Regions from separate parts of the Mus musculus genome. Here region 1 is linked to region 2. A link is a contact called in public Hi-C data. All regions are on one chromosome and are shown on one strand. The core of a region is the stretch at or near the end of the contact, and the rest is flanking DNA. Distances in the headings are between cores, read along the strand shown.

The links. Hi-C and Micro-C count contacts between places; a contact is called where the count stands out from the background.
Region 1: a contact with region 2 is called in a Hi-C map of liver, with 1.8 times the contacts expected there. The contact joins two enhancer-like sites. A contact is called at or near these places in 5 of 15 datasets of contacts at CTCF or cohesin (CD8 T cells, the G1E-ER4 cell line, the NIH/3T3 cell line and 2 more), 127 of 484 Hi-C or Micro-C datasets (the AML12 cell line, B cells, the BV-2 cell line and 64 more), 14 of 115 datasets of contacts at active chromatin or transcription factors (the 230-238 cell line, CD8 T cells, the HPC-7 cell line and 6 more) and 3 of 9 other capture datasets (adipose tissue, embryonic stem cells and liver).

What each region holds. Positions count from the first base shown.
Region 1 is chr9:65,841,554-65,849,020 of GRCm38.p6, reverse strand. The region is part of intron 12 of Trip4 (thyroid hormone receptor interactor 4); the gene reads left to right. Among named protein-coding and RNA genes, the nearest start is that of Zfp609, 18 kb to the right of the region's middle. Within about 2 kb of position 3,975, at least 46 of the 459 cell types and tissues checked have an H3K27ac peak or open chromatin away from gene starts, as enhancers often do. A contact at or near this core is called in hepatocytes and liver, where this site is marked.
Region 2 is chr9:65,757,824-65,764,451 of GRCm38.p6, reverse strand. All of the region lies in intron 2 of Zfp609 (zinc finger protein 609), which reads left to right. Among named protein-coding and RNA genes, the nearest start is that of Zfp609, 66 kb to the left of the region's middle. Within about 2 kb of position 4,256, at least 11 of the 459 cell types and tissues checked have an H3K27ac peak or open chromatin away from gene starts, as enhancers often do. A contact at or near this core is called in hepatocytes and liver, where this site is marked.

The sequences.
Region 1 (7,467 bases), core at 2,726-5,225, 85 kb before region 2:
ACCATCTGTAATAGGATCTGATACCCTTTTCTGGCATGCAGGCATACAATGCAGAGCACACACAACACATAAAATACCTGAATAAATATTTAAAAGAATAAGAACAAAAGGATTTATTCCATAGTTATAATAATCACCATGCAGTGAAGGTACGCACGTTTAATCCCAGTACTTGAGACACCAAGGCGGGTGGATCTCTGAGTTTGAGACCAGCCTGCTCTACAGATCAAGTTCCAGGACAGCTAGGGGTACACAGAGAAACCTTGTCTTGTAAACGCTCCCCCACCCCCCAAAAAAGTAAAATCAAGTTCATGACATTGTTAAGTGTCCTTTGAAAAGTATGTGCTGAACAGGCGTAAGAACTTGTCTTCCTTTTATCCTTTAAAGCCAGTTTAGCCGCATGTCTAATTTCTGCCAGAAAAAAAAAAAAATCCCACTAGACCCTCAACCCTCCTCTGACTAATGTCAGGGGATGAACCTAGACAGGGAAGAAGTGCAGAGAAAGGGCTGCATGCTGAGGGGAGCTAGGTAGATGAGAGCCATCCTTTCTGAGCTTCTCCTTCTCCTGTATTCCCCTGGAAGGAGCCCCTGCTGTTTGCCAGCATTTTATCTGCCAGCAGCAGATGTAAGAGCTCCAGAGCAGCAGGGAGGATGTTGACTGCAACAATGCATCAAGGCTGTGGTTTGTAACCTCAATAGCAAGGCAGTTAAAACTTTTTTTAACAAAGACATTTTGATTGCCAAATCCATAACCATTAGCAGCTGTGGTTGTGAGCAGTTCTCCAGACCTAACAAGTTTTCAGTCTTGGCTTTGAGTTGGTGGCCTTTGTTTTTACAGGTCTGTGTTGTTTGTGCTATTTATATCCTTGCCTTCAAAAGAAACTCAGATTTGTCTGAAATCTCCAAGGTCATTGATTATTCTATTTCTTCCCAACAGAATCCATTTCTCTTGTGCCAGCTTTCTGACCATTAGTCTATTTAATGCTAAGGCTTTTGTAACAGACCAGATCCTATCTTCAAGGAATTATGCTGAGAAAGATTCTACTGGGTTCCCCTATCTAGTGATTGACACCAAGAATAGAATTGCAGTCCTCTTAGGGAGAAGAATATGACTTCTTCTAGCTTCTTTAAGAGCATCATTGAAAGTAGGGTAATGATACTTAGTTTAGCAAGTTTTGTTGTTTATTTTGTTTTACTTTATGTGTATGGCTGGTTTGTCTGCAAGTGTGTCAGTGCTCCACTGCATGAGTGCCCCCTAAGGCCAGATGTTAGAGCCCCTGCAACAGGAGCTACGGACGCTGTATACTAACATGTGGGTGTTAGGAACTAAACCCAAGTCTTCTGGAAGAGCAGCCAGTGCTCTTAAGCATGGGGCCAAGTCTCTAGTATCTTGTTTTGTTTTTGACACAGGATGGTACTAGGTGGCATAGAACTTGCTTTATGGACCTGCACGGCCTTGAACTTACTGAGATTCACTTATTTTTAATTCTCAATTGCTGGGATTAAAAAGTGTGTGCTACAGAGCTGGGTGGTGGTGGCCAATGCCTTTAATCCCAGCACTCAAGAGGCAGAGGCAGACAGATCTCTGTGAGTTTGAGGCCAGCTGGGTTGATAAAGTGAGTTCCAGGACAGCCAGGGCTACAGACAAACTCTGTCTCACAAAAGTGTGCTACCATGCCTATCCCAAATTGTCCAGAGATTTAGAAAATAAAATACATATACATGAGTGTGGCACATATTTAGTGATTGAGTGTGATAGTGTCTATTATTATTCTCCAAAGACATGGAATCTCTTCTGACTAGAGATTATATTTCCCTTCTTCAAGCCCTGAAAGGTAGTCTCTCTTCCCACACCTCTCATAGACTCTCAGGTCTCACGATGTTACCCAGGCTGGAACTTTCCAATCCTGCAATCCTCTTGCCTCAGCCTGAAGAATGCTAGCATTATAGGCATGTACCACCATGCCCAGCAACTTTGGCTTCTTTAACGGTCTCTTGGGCAGAGGTATATTCAGTGGTACAGGGCTCATACAGCATGTTTACTGGGCTTAAGCCAACAACCACAGAAAACACAAAACACACCTGTGTCTTCACTTCTGATCCTTAACACACATATCTAGTGGACTCTCAAATACCTGAGAGCAGAATCTATGGCTAATTTTATCATTTCCTTTAGTATCTACAATGGTGTCTGGCTTATACTAGGCACCCAAATATTTATTGATGAGTGGATAATTATATAAGTAAATATTTTTCCTTCCTTCCTTCCTTCCTTCCTTCCTTCCTTCCTTCCTTCCTTCCCTCCCTCCCTCCCTCCCTCCCTCCGTCTCTCTTTTTTTTGAGGCAAGATCTCACTATGTAGTCTTGGCTGGCCTGGAATACATACAGATCTATCTGCCATTGCCTCCTCAGTGCTGGCATAAAAGGCCTTCATTGCCACTGCTGGTATGTAAGGAAATCTAGGAAATTTATGTTCATTGTCAAGTAAAGAGCTATTGAGCTGGCAAGATGGCTCAGTGTTGACAAAGGAGTTTGCTACTAAGCCTGACATCTGTGCTGCTTAGATAGTAGTAGAGATTTTTTTGTTTGGTTGGTTTTCATTTTGTTCGTTTCAGCCCAAGGTTTCTCTGTACAGCTCTGGCTGTCCTAGGAAAAACTAGCTCTGTGTACCGGGATCCACTTGCTCCTACCTCCCTTCTGAGTGCTCGGGTTAAAAGCATGCCAGCCTAGTGCTTTGATGCTCTTAAATCAGAGCCTGATTCATAGATTATCTAGTTGTGTCCCTTCTCCCCAGCAAATATATATTCTTGTTAGTGAATTGTTTTCTTTGCTTTCATTTATTTATTTACTTTACATCCCAATATCAGCCCCCCTTCCCCTCCCAGTTCCCCTATATACAGCTCTTCCCCCATTTCCCCCCTCCCCTTCTCCTTCGAGAAGAGGAAGAGAGACCCCTGGGTATTATCTCACCCTGGCCCATCAAGTCACTGCAGGACAAGGTGCATCCTCTCCCACTGAGGCAAGACATAGCAGCCCAGTTAGGGGAATGGGATCCGCAGGCATGCCGTAGATTCAGGAACAGCTCCTGCTCCAGTTGTTGGGGAACCCACATGAAGACCAAGCTGTGCATCTGCGTGTGTGTGGGGGGGTATGGGGTGTGGGGGGGTTGGCTGGGGGTGAATTGTTTCTTAAGTGTTTGCTTTTGCTATTAGTCATCAGGAAACAGGAAAAAGATTTTTATAAGTTATAGGCTAGAGCTATAGTTCATTGATAGTGCTTGGCCAGCATGTGCAAGGCCCTGTTTCAGGCACTACCACCACACACACAGACATGGCCACACACACACAGTGCAGTGTGTATATATGCAATTCACCTGGGGATCTGTTGGGAAGAGTGACATAATTAAGAAGTTATTGATCATTTTAACAAAAGGATGAAGTGGGGCCTTGCCGAGTTGGGCAGAAATTTTTATTTGGCTCTAAATCAGTAGTAGTTGCCAAAAGGTACTAACCTTTTTCCTCTCTGTTTGGAAAATGACAAAACAATGTTTTCTAAATGACTGGTGAGCAGTTTCCCCTCAGAGGAGAAGAAATAGCTGTTTGGCAGTTAATTACTTGTTATGTTAGACAGCTATGAAAGTTATGAGGCATGAAAGAGAGGTAGGCCCACCTCTGCTGCTCCTCGGGCTGGAACTCGTGATAAAAGTCTCTACAGACCAAAATAAAAGCACCTGCCAGAGTCTGTGCCCAAATTTGGATTGTTCCTTGATTATAAAGCTCATATTTCCCGACCTATTTATTATGCTCTATCAGTGACCCTTAGCTTAGCATCTAAACTGGATGTGACATTAGAGTTTATTTGTGTTCATTACCCTTGCGAATTGATTCTTGCTGAGCCGCTGCAGTTGCTGCTTTGTAAATCTCAGACCAAAGATACAAAGCCTTCTTTCCCTCCACCCCTCCACAGTGCTGGGCATTGAACCAAGGGCATTGTGCATGCTGATCGATCACCTCTGAGCTACAGCCCCAGCCTTGCTTATACTTTACTTTAATACAGTCTCAGTAAGTTGCCCAGGCTCTCTTTAAACTCTCTCTGTAACTTGTGCTTGCCTGCCTCAATCTTGCCAGCAGCTGGGACTAGAGGCCCACATTACCGGGCCAACTAAGCACTGCTTAGTGTGTAATGTGGCCCTTCGTGTCCAGACCTCAAGGGCAAGGGTTATTATATTCTTGAGAGATACAAGACTTATCCAAATGGACTTCTCTTTAGACTTCTGCTTTGTTCCTCATTTCTGTTTCTTGTGAACACTCTCAAGTTCAGTGGAAGTTGTGGTAAAAGGCTCATGATCCCAGCTGCTGGGACGGTGCCAACAGCATTCAACAACTATTCATTGATTGCCTAATGTATGTTGTGTCTGATCCTAGCAGAGAGAGGGGCAGAGAACATCCGGTGCCTTCCTCTATCAGTCTCCTTACTTTCTGAGACCATTTTCCACTGAACTTGAAGCTTCCTGTACTTGAGCCCTGTTTTTTTCACAGCAGATGCTCTTAGGCACTGAGCCATCTCCTAGCCCTCCCTCCAAGGGTGGGTGTGGGAATGTCTGCCCTTTTGAAGCTTTCATCTTAGTGAAGAGAAGCAAAAAATATAAATATATGTTATCAGATCATGGTAAGTACTATGGAAAAAGATAAGGTAGGAAAGAAGTTCAAAGTGCTAAATTTATAGGGTAATTGGTGCTGTGATTTCCTTATGTTTTCATTATTTATTTTTGTTGGTGCTGATTATTGAACCAGAGCCTTGTGCATTCTTGGCAAGCAGCAAGCACTCTACCGCTGATTTTTAAATAGTGGGGTCGGGAGAGATTTATGTCAGAATTGACATTTGAACAAAGTCCTGAAGGAAGAACAAGATGAAGCCATGTAATAGGGCTTTGAAACATTCTAGGAAGCCAGGTACAGAGGCAAACTCAACTTCTGACGAATTGAGTCACAGCCTCTCCTTTTGGGACTTTGAAAGTGAATGTGGGGTTTAGAGAAATTTAGCAGTATAAAAGGTTTCTAGACATGCAAGTACCAAAAATGAATTCAAATTCACATGAATATAGCTGTTTCTGGCAAACCTCATCCAAGGCTGTGTCAAATAACTTCACCAGAGCCTTGGTACACAGTTTGCATTATGCTTGTCACAGTACACAAGGTTGACCAGTGCTGCCTGGGTCTTCTTGACTCAGACACCAGACTGCTCTCTTCTGAATTGCTGTGCTCTTACTAGCCATACGAAATGGTTTGGCTTTTTTTTTTTTTTTTTTTTTTTTCTGTTTTGGAAACACTTTAATTATGAAAAATAAAAACCTTGTTTTTTTACTATCATTTCTCAGCAAATGAGTATCAAATTTATGTTTCTTTGGATGGTGTATAAATATTCATCCTATTGCTTGTTTGAGTTATCTTGAGTTTCACAGAAAATAGAGCAATATTTTTTATTTAATTTTATTTATATTTGATTTTTTAACTATTTATTTATTTATATGAGTACACTGTAGCTGTCTTCAGACACAACAGAAGAGGGCATCCGATCCCATTATAGATGGTTTTGAGCAACCATGTGGTTGCTGGGAATTGAACTCAGGACCTCTGGAAGCAGTCAGTGCTTTTAACCTCTGAGCCATCTCTCCAGCCCCCAAGAAATATTTTTTAAATGTATGTTTATGTGTAAGTATGTCTTGTGTGTGCAGGTACCTAGAGGCCAGAAGGGGGCATCAGACCCCCTGGAGCTAGAGTTACAGGCAGTTGAGTTGCCTGATATTGGTACTGGAAACAGATTCTAATCCTCTGAAAGAGCAGGAGGTACCCTTCACCCCTAACCAAGCTCTCTAGCACCTAACCTTAATTTTTAAACTTTTATTTTTATTGTGATAAACCTTATATAAGATACTTTTCCATTTTAAGCACATTTATGTGTTATGGATCAGTGACATTAAATATATTGGAGTATAGTTACCATCACTACCTAGTATCCTAACTGCCAACCTGCACCGATTAAATCATTACTTGTTTCCCCTCCCCTTTTAGTCCCTGGTATAACTACTATTTCACTTTTTTTGTTGGGGGAGGGAGGCTTGCTTTTTGAGACAGGGTCTCACTATGTAGCCCTGGCTGTCCTAGAACTCATTCAGTAGACCATGCTGGCCTCCAACTCACAGAGACCCACCTGCCTACCTAGTGCTGGGATTAAACTATGCCCAGCTACTTATTTTCATTTTTAAAAATGTTTCATTTCTGTTTTAAATTTTGAGTGTATGTATATGTACTACCTATGTACAGGAGCCATGAAAGTCAAAAGAGGACATTGGATCCCCTGGAACTGGAGTTATAGGCAGTTGTGTGCTGCCTTGGTGCTAGGAGCCAAACTAGGTCCTATCTCTCCAGCCCCTCTCCTTCCTCCCTCCTTCCCCCCTCCTTCCCTTTCCCCCTTCCTTCCTTCCTTCCTTCCTTCCTTCCTTCCTTCCTTCCTTCCTTCCTTCCTTTCTTCCTTCTTTCCACCATGTGTGCTTGCATATGCTCAAGCATGTAAGTCATGGTGTATGTGTGGAGGTTATAAGGCAACTTTATAGAGGTAAGAGGGCATCTAGTATCTTCGCTACATTTTTTTATTTATGGACAGCCTTTTGCTTGCTAAGTGCCTTTACCCTCTTAGCTAGCTAACTGGTTCCTATTTTACTTCCTATCTGTGTGGCTTTGCCTGTTCTAAGTACCTTTTTAAGTAGAATCATGAAGAATTTATCTTTTTGTGTCTTATTTCATTTATCATATTTCCATAGTTTTCGCATCTTATAGAATGTCTTAGCATTTCCTGTCTTTCTCAGACTGGAAAATACTTTGATGGAGATAGATTCTTCATATTTTTTTATTCATCAGTTATAGCACTGTTGGTGTCGCTTAGAACATTAGTGTGCAAATACCCATTTGAGATTCTTTTAATTTCTTTTCTGTTGCTGGGGATAATGATAATTCTCTGCTGAACCTTCTAAGGAGCCTTCAAACTATTTTCCACTGTGGCTGTGGCACTTTACATCACATCAGCAGTGCAGAGGGGCCTGGCGCCTCATACCTTCGCCACCTTTTCATTAGGCCATCTTAGTATGAAATGGTGTGGCGATTTGTGTGTGCATATATATATATATATATATATATATATATATATATATATATGTATGTATATATATATATATATATATACACATACATATATATATATATATATATTCCTTGTGCGTGGAAATGTCGTGGGGCATATGTCACAGTGCATGCTTGGAAGTGAGAGACCAACTTTCTTTATCTGGAGTTGTTCTCTCCTACTGTGTATATTGAAATCAGGGCATCAGGCTTACCAGCAAGTGCCTTGCCTTGCTGAGCCATCTTCCTTGTGTTTTGATTTGCATTTCCAGGACCTTGGAAAATCTTTACA
Region 2 (6,628 bases), core at 3,007-5,506:
GTTCAGCAAGTACTTACTCCTTAATATTGTAAACTATTTTAATGTGAGACTTCAAAGCTGTAAAATTTTCATTTTAGAACAATGAAGTGTTTCTTAATTAGAATGTTTGTTTTGTAAGAAAAGATCTGTTGGTTTAAAGATGGACTCAAAAGGTTTTGGAAGCTGGAGAGATAGCTCAGTTGCCTAACTCCAGCTCTGGGGAGTGCCACACCCTGGCCTCCATGGGCATCTGTACTCACATGCATATACCCTCACACAGAGACAGAATAAATCTTTATATTTTAGAAAGGGTAATGGTAGTAAGACTTAAGACCTGGGCAGAAAAAGTGGAAGGCTACAATTAACCTTTGGGTTAGTCAGCAAGGAATGAAGGTGAGGAGGGACCACTGCAGAGATTAAAAGTGGCTGGTGACAATAAGCAATGGGTAAAGAAGATTGGCTGAGCCACAGAGAATGCGCAAAGAAAGGAAAGCATCATTGCCCAGTCAGGACTTGAGATGCCCTGTCTCTGAGCATGTACAGCCTTGAAGAACGATGGGTGTGGTAGTGTGAACCTTTAGAGGATCTCAGTAGGACTGGAGAGATGGCTTAGCAGCTAAGAGCACTGGCTGCTCTTCCAGGGGTCATGAGTTCAATTCCCAGCAACCACATTGTGGCTCACAACCATCTATAGGGGGATCTGATGCCCTCTTTAGGCAGACAGATATATATGCAACAGAGCACTCATATATTACATAAAATTTTTAAAAAGGAAGGAAGAAAGACAGACAGACAGACATAAAAAGAATAGAGAATCTCAGTATCTGGTTAAAAAAAGATGGGCATGCATTGCATTACTACGATGTGAGATTGATGTGAGATTCCCTTCAGTTTTTAAGGGTATAAACTCCATAAGAATATAGACTACATCCATTTTGTTTCTGGCACACAGTAGTTGCTCAGTAAATATTTATTGAATAAATGAATTAGTTTGACCTTTTCCAGTGCTCTGTGTCTTCACAGATAAATCATTTAATATTCTACCTTTCTCCCCTGTTCACCTTGTTGTGCTGAAACAAGATAGGTAATGATGTCCACAATGCAACACAGATTAAAGCAGGCTACACTGAAGTTCAGATGACTAGCAGAGAGTGCAGACAAGAAGCGTCTGGAGACAGATCTCACAGGAGATGCTGTTTTAGAGCTCAGTAGCCATCTACTCCTAAACTTAGCCTGCTGCTTATCTCCCAAGTCTTTGTTTTGTTTTCTTTTTAGCTGGGGATCCTTTGGCTTTCTGTAGCATCAGATGCCATTCCATTTAAATAGTTTATTTATTGTCCGTGTTCCTTTACTTATATGGGGAAACCCTTATATACAACTCCTAAAATCAGACTGCTTCCATACTCATGATTTAGATCCTAACACAGAAAACTCAGGCCCTTCTTTACAGGGGATTGTCTCTTAAATTTTCCGCCCATCTGTGTACATTATGCACAGTTTTAGAGAAGAGGAGGAAAAGAACAGAGATGGAAAAGATTTTGCAGTGAGATGCCAGGGAAAAGGAATAAAAATAGATGAGATGACGGCGGGGCAAGGCAGTAGCTCAGTATTTCAGAGCACTGTCTGTTCTTTCCGAGGATCCAGGTTGGAGTCCCAGCACCCCTTGGTGTCTTATAACTGTATGGAACTCCAGTCCCAGGATATCCTGTGTTCTCTTCTGGCCTTTACAGCCACTAGACAAATACTTGGTGCACAGACATACATGCAGGCAGGCAGAGCATCCATAACCATTTAAAATGAGAGAGAAAGATGGTTATGAAGAAGAAAAAAAAGCCTATGAAGAAGAAATTGGGTTGTTATTGTTGTTTTTCTTTTGAAATAGGCCCTCATTGTATAGTTCAAGCTCAAACTCACAGTAATCCTCCTGCCTCAGACCCTTAACAAACATGAACCACAATATCTAGGTTAGGACTTTTAATTCACTAATTTAGAGGAACAAAGAATAGGACACAGATGGCTGAAGCCTACAGAATGTACACATAAGTACATTTTTTTTCATGGAAATTTTTGGCTTTGTATGAACTTGTGAGCTTCCACAGGAACATGAGTGTAGGCCACTGTCACTGATGCTATATTTTAAAGTCCCCTAATAACTCAACTAATAAAAACTCTGGTTTTTACCTCCCAGGTGCTAGGGTTCCAAGCCTGCTCTACCATGCCCAGTTTAAGCCGTGCTGGGGATTGAACCTAGGGTTCTGTACATCGTAAGCCATCACTATGCCAGCTGAGCTGCACCCTTAGCACTACACAAAAATAACTTAACCAAAGGCCACAGATGCTACACATCTGACTGTGACTGACTGTTTAATTGCTCGTCCCTGCTGTCTTACCAGTCATGCACCGTCCACATAGACATTTTTTTCCTTGCCTCAATTGGTCCCTTAACCCAGTTGCTCCTCCCTGGTACATGACATATTCAGGAACCACCTAGAAGTGAAAATGACACATAGAAACTGTTTAGAACAGAGCTAGGGAGTTAGCTCATTTGATAAAGTGCTTTCTTCCAAGGCCTAAGAACCCAAGTCTTGCTCCAGAAGTGGAAAGGCTTGGTGTAGTTTCACACGCTTACAATCCCTGTACTGAGGATTTCATATCAACCTTCACATATACATTCAAAGAGACTTTGAACATAAAGCTAGAAAAGGGGTGAGAGTTAATTTATCACCCAGGACTGTCATTTCAACATGGCTCATCTCACTGCCGTGCTTGGCCCCTCTGTCATTTAGTGTGATGGCACCATTACATAAATGTAACACCCACAGGAGACTCAGATTTTACTCCTAAACAATCAGAATACAGCTACACCCGGTTTTTGAAGTTCCTGCCTGAGCTAAGTCTCATACATTAGATTAAATTCTGGCATTTTACTAATGATGCTGGACAAGTAGGAGTCAGGCTTTGTCTCTTGGCAGTAATGTAAGAAACAGCATAATTGAACTGTAACCTGAGTTTTCCATTTAAAAGCAGAACCTGCCAAAACCCAACAATCACAAGCAGGTAGTGTATGTTTGGGTACATGTCTGTGTCTGTCTGTCTATCTGTGTCCAGAGGGACACAGAATACTTACTATACAAAGTAAGAGATGAGCTTACTTGTGGTATCTAATTATCTAAAGAAGAGAGTAGCAACCTACGTTTTAAAGAGTTATGAAGACAATTCCAAACTAGTACAGGAAGCAAATGTATGTTCTCATAATGATTGATTGCTCTACTGACACCAAGAAGAGATGTGCTTTGGTGAGAGAAGCTGCTTGTGTGACCCATTACCTCGAGATAATTATAAAAGTCACTTGTATATTGCATGTTGAGCTACTGCTTCCCTGGTCTCCTTAAGTTGTTGGGCCATTGTTATAAGGGAGAAGTTGAGGTCAGTAAATTTAGATTTTTCTACATTACTGGAAATAAAAGGCAGTTTTATGTGATTTGTCTGGTGTGGGGGGGGTGTGCACACGCATTTGTGTGTGTGTGTGTGTATGTGTGTGTGTGTGTGTGTGGTCTTTGAGTTCCAGAGCAGCTCATCTCCACCTCCCATCTTGTCCTAGTAATATATTCTAAGTAGATGACCATGATGACAGGACAGCTGACTATTAAGAGACAAATTCTAGCTGTCTTGCTCTACCTCCCATTCCCTCTCCCTCTCACCCCCTTTCGTTCTTTTTTTGGGTTTTTGGTATGTACGTATTTATTGCAACTGTTTTAATTCTAAATTGATGGCAGTGACTCAAAGGACACTGTAGGTATCTTAGGTGGAAACAGTTAATGTGTGCACTGAAGAAGCAGAACACAGCTGTCTCCACAGCAGACCTGCAAAGCCATTGATCTTGGTTTTGTGCACTGCGCCTCACTGTCCCTCTGCTGCAAGACCGCAGTTGTTTTCATCAAGCCATTTTCCTCTTGTAAATAAAAGGTGGTGTGTAATTCATCATAGCCCAACATGAGTGAGCAACAACCAGATGCCACCAGAAGATCCTCCCGGCTTCTCAGTCCTTCCTAGGTGGTTTGTGCAGGACTTGTCCCAGTTTCACACCAGGTAGATGAAGGAACTGTCTCATGAAGGGATGCACGTGGGGAAGTGTACTGGCAAGCTATCCCAGCAGCCACAAAAGCCTTAGGTTTTTCCCACAGCACTTCGGAGTTCATGCTGTTGACATAGTGTCTTCATAGTCCACATATGCAATGTTTATCGTCCTTGGCTTAGAATCGATTTCAAAGGAGACCTGGCCTGCCCCACGTGTCCGCAACTGCTCAGCTGCTGCTCGTTCCAGCACCTGCTGGGCATAGTGTGCCAGTGAGGAAACTTGACCACCACTTAGAATACGTGCTTTGTTTGCTTGCTTCTAAGACAGAGTTTCTCTGTGTAGTCCAGAACTCTCTCTGTAGACCCAGCTGGCCTCACACTTAGACATCTGCCTGCCTCTGTCTCCTAAGTGCTGGGATGAAAGGTGTACGACACCACTGCCCAATGTCTCTATTCTCTTTTGAGTTTCTCACAGTGCCCAGGCTACAGCGTCAAACTCCTTATGTAATGAAAGCTTTCTGCCTCTACCTCCCAGGTGCTGGAATTACAAATGTGAAAGTGTGAACCAACACACGTGGCTTCTGGCTATGTCTTGAAAGTCTAGTTCATGAACATAGTTTAGTAGAAAGAATGATGTAATTGATTCACAGCTTACAATTAAATGTGAGTAAAGGAAACATATCTGAAAGGAAATGAAGAAAGGGTTAAAAGGGAAGCTCTTCAGCTGCTAGTGAGGAGAGTTGGAGGACAGGGCTTCCTGGCTTTACCTGAGCCAACCTGACTGCAGCCCACTGAGTGTGAACTGCTTTTCTAGAGCTGGTGGAGAGAGGTTAGACCACAGAGTATAGAACTCAGGTGTGTGGAACCCATTCTGCTGGAGGCTCGGATCAGCTTGCAGGTTTGGGTATTCCCTCGACCACACTGAGAGGCAGGGAGCCTGGCGCAGCTGATAGAACAGAAGGCTTCAGTGCTAAGCTTTGGGAAATTTGACTCAGGGTGAAAAATCAGAATTCTCAGAAGCGTGTGTTAGCTTCTGCTGCATATTCATAAGAAGTAGAGGATTGGAAAGGAGCGGATTAAAAAGAGTTGTGAGAAACTTTTTATAGATATATATTTACTGTTAGACATTTATTTCATGTATGAGTGTATGTCTCTGTATCATGTGCATCCTGAAACTAAAGTAATGGGAGGAAGGTGCTGGGAATCAAACCTGGGTCCTTTTCAAGAGCAACCAGTGCTCGTAGCCATTGAACCATCCCTCCAGCCCCAGAAGAAGTATTTATAAACAATACATTTTAAATAAGTATTTTAAACGCCTAGTACTTTAATTTTTATTTTATGCATATAGGTTTTTACCCACATGTTTGTCTGTGTACCACATACATGTAGGTAGTACCAGGCCAGAAAAGGACATTGGATCTCCTGGGACTGTGCCTGCAGATGGTTGTGAATCCCAATGTGGGTACTGGAAATCAAACCCAGGTCCTGGGATAGCAACCAGTGATTTCTCTTAATGGTTGACAGTCTCTTCAGCCTCCTTTTAGAGATTTAAAAGCAGGTATTTATTATCAGTTCTTTTAGTAGTAGATTCGTACCTCCTTTAAAGAGACTAGTAGTCAATTGAAAGCTTTACCAAGACAATTTTCCAAACATTGTGGATTACATAAAGTTTTAAACATATAGAAAAGCTGAGAGAAGTAAATGCATGACCTCATACCTAGATTGAAAAGGTAGTTCTGTCATATTTACTTTACACCTGGCACATAGTAAGAACAGTTACTGTTACTGTCATCCCATAAGTGAGGTATTGTTCTTGTTCCTTTACAGATGGGAAAGCTGAACAAGAGAAGTTAAGTCAGGAACCTGGACTGGATTCAGATCTGTGCTGTTGAGTCTTTATTTGGTCAGAAATGCTAAGGGATGTTGATAGCTGTTTTGCTGCAAATGTCCCTCGAGAAAGTGACATTTAAGCTAGAAAGGAATGAAGTAGGCAGAAGGCAGACCCGTGAGGGCATCTTGGGAAGTATTGCGTTACCAGTTTGCATGATGACTTCATGAACTGCAGAATTGTTTACATCACTTACTGATCCCAGCCGGGGGAGGCACTGCCCTGAGTTTAAGGCCAGCCTGGTCTACATCTCGAGTTCCAAACAGCCAAGGCTGTTTGTTCTACTATCCCCCTGTACCCCACCCCCACCCCGACAACCCCCCCAAAAAAAGATTTAGTGAAAAAGTATTCCATGGCACTGCTGCTAATGCAAAAGAAAATCCAATCCAACTCCCTAGATTTTAGTAGGTCTGGTGTCTGCCTTCCCTCTAACTTTACTCTCCTTCTGCAAATCCTTATCAGTGCCTGGCAATGAGCTGAGAGGGAAAGGAAGCTGTGATTCAGGCTTTCCTCATTAACTGCCCGTTAGTGTGGAGCTGCAAGCCTGTGAAATGCACTTTCCTAAATTGCTGAAAGAAGCCTCATGGACCCGTGAAAGACCCTGGCTTCAGCCTCATTGAACATATATCCCATTCTGGGAACAAGAGATGAATCAAATAAATATATAATTTGGTATAAAATAAA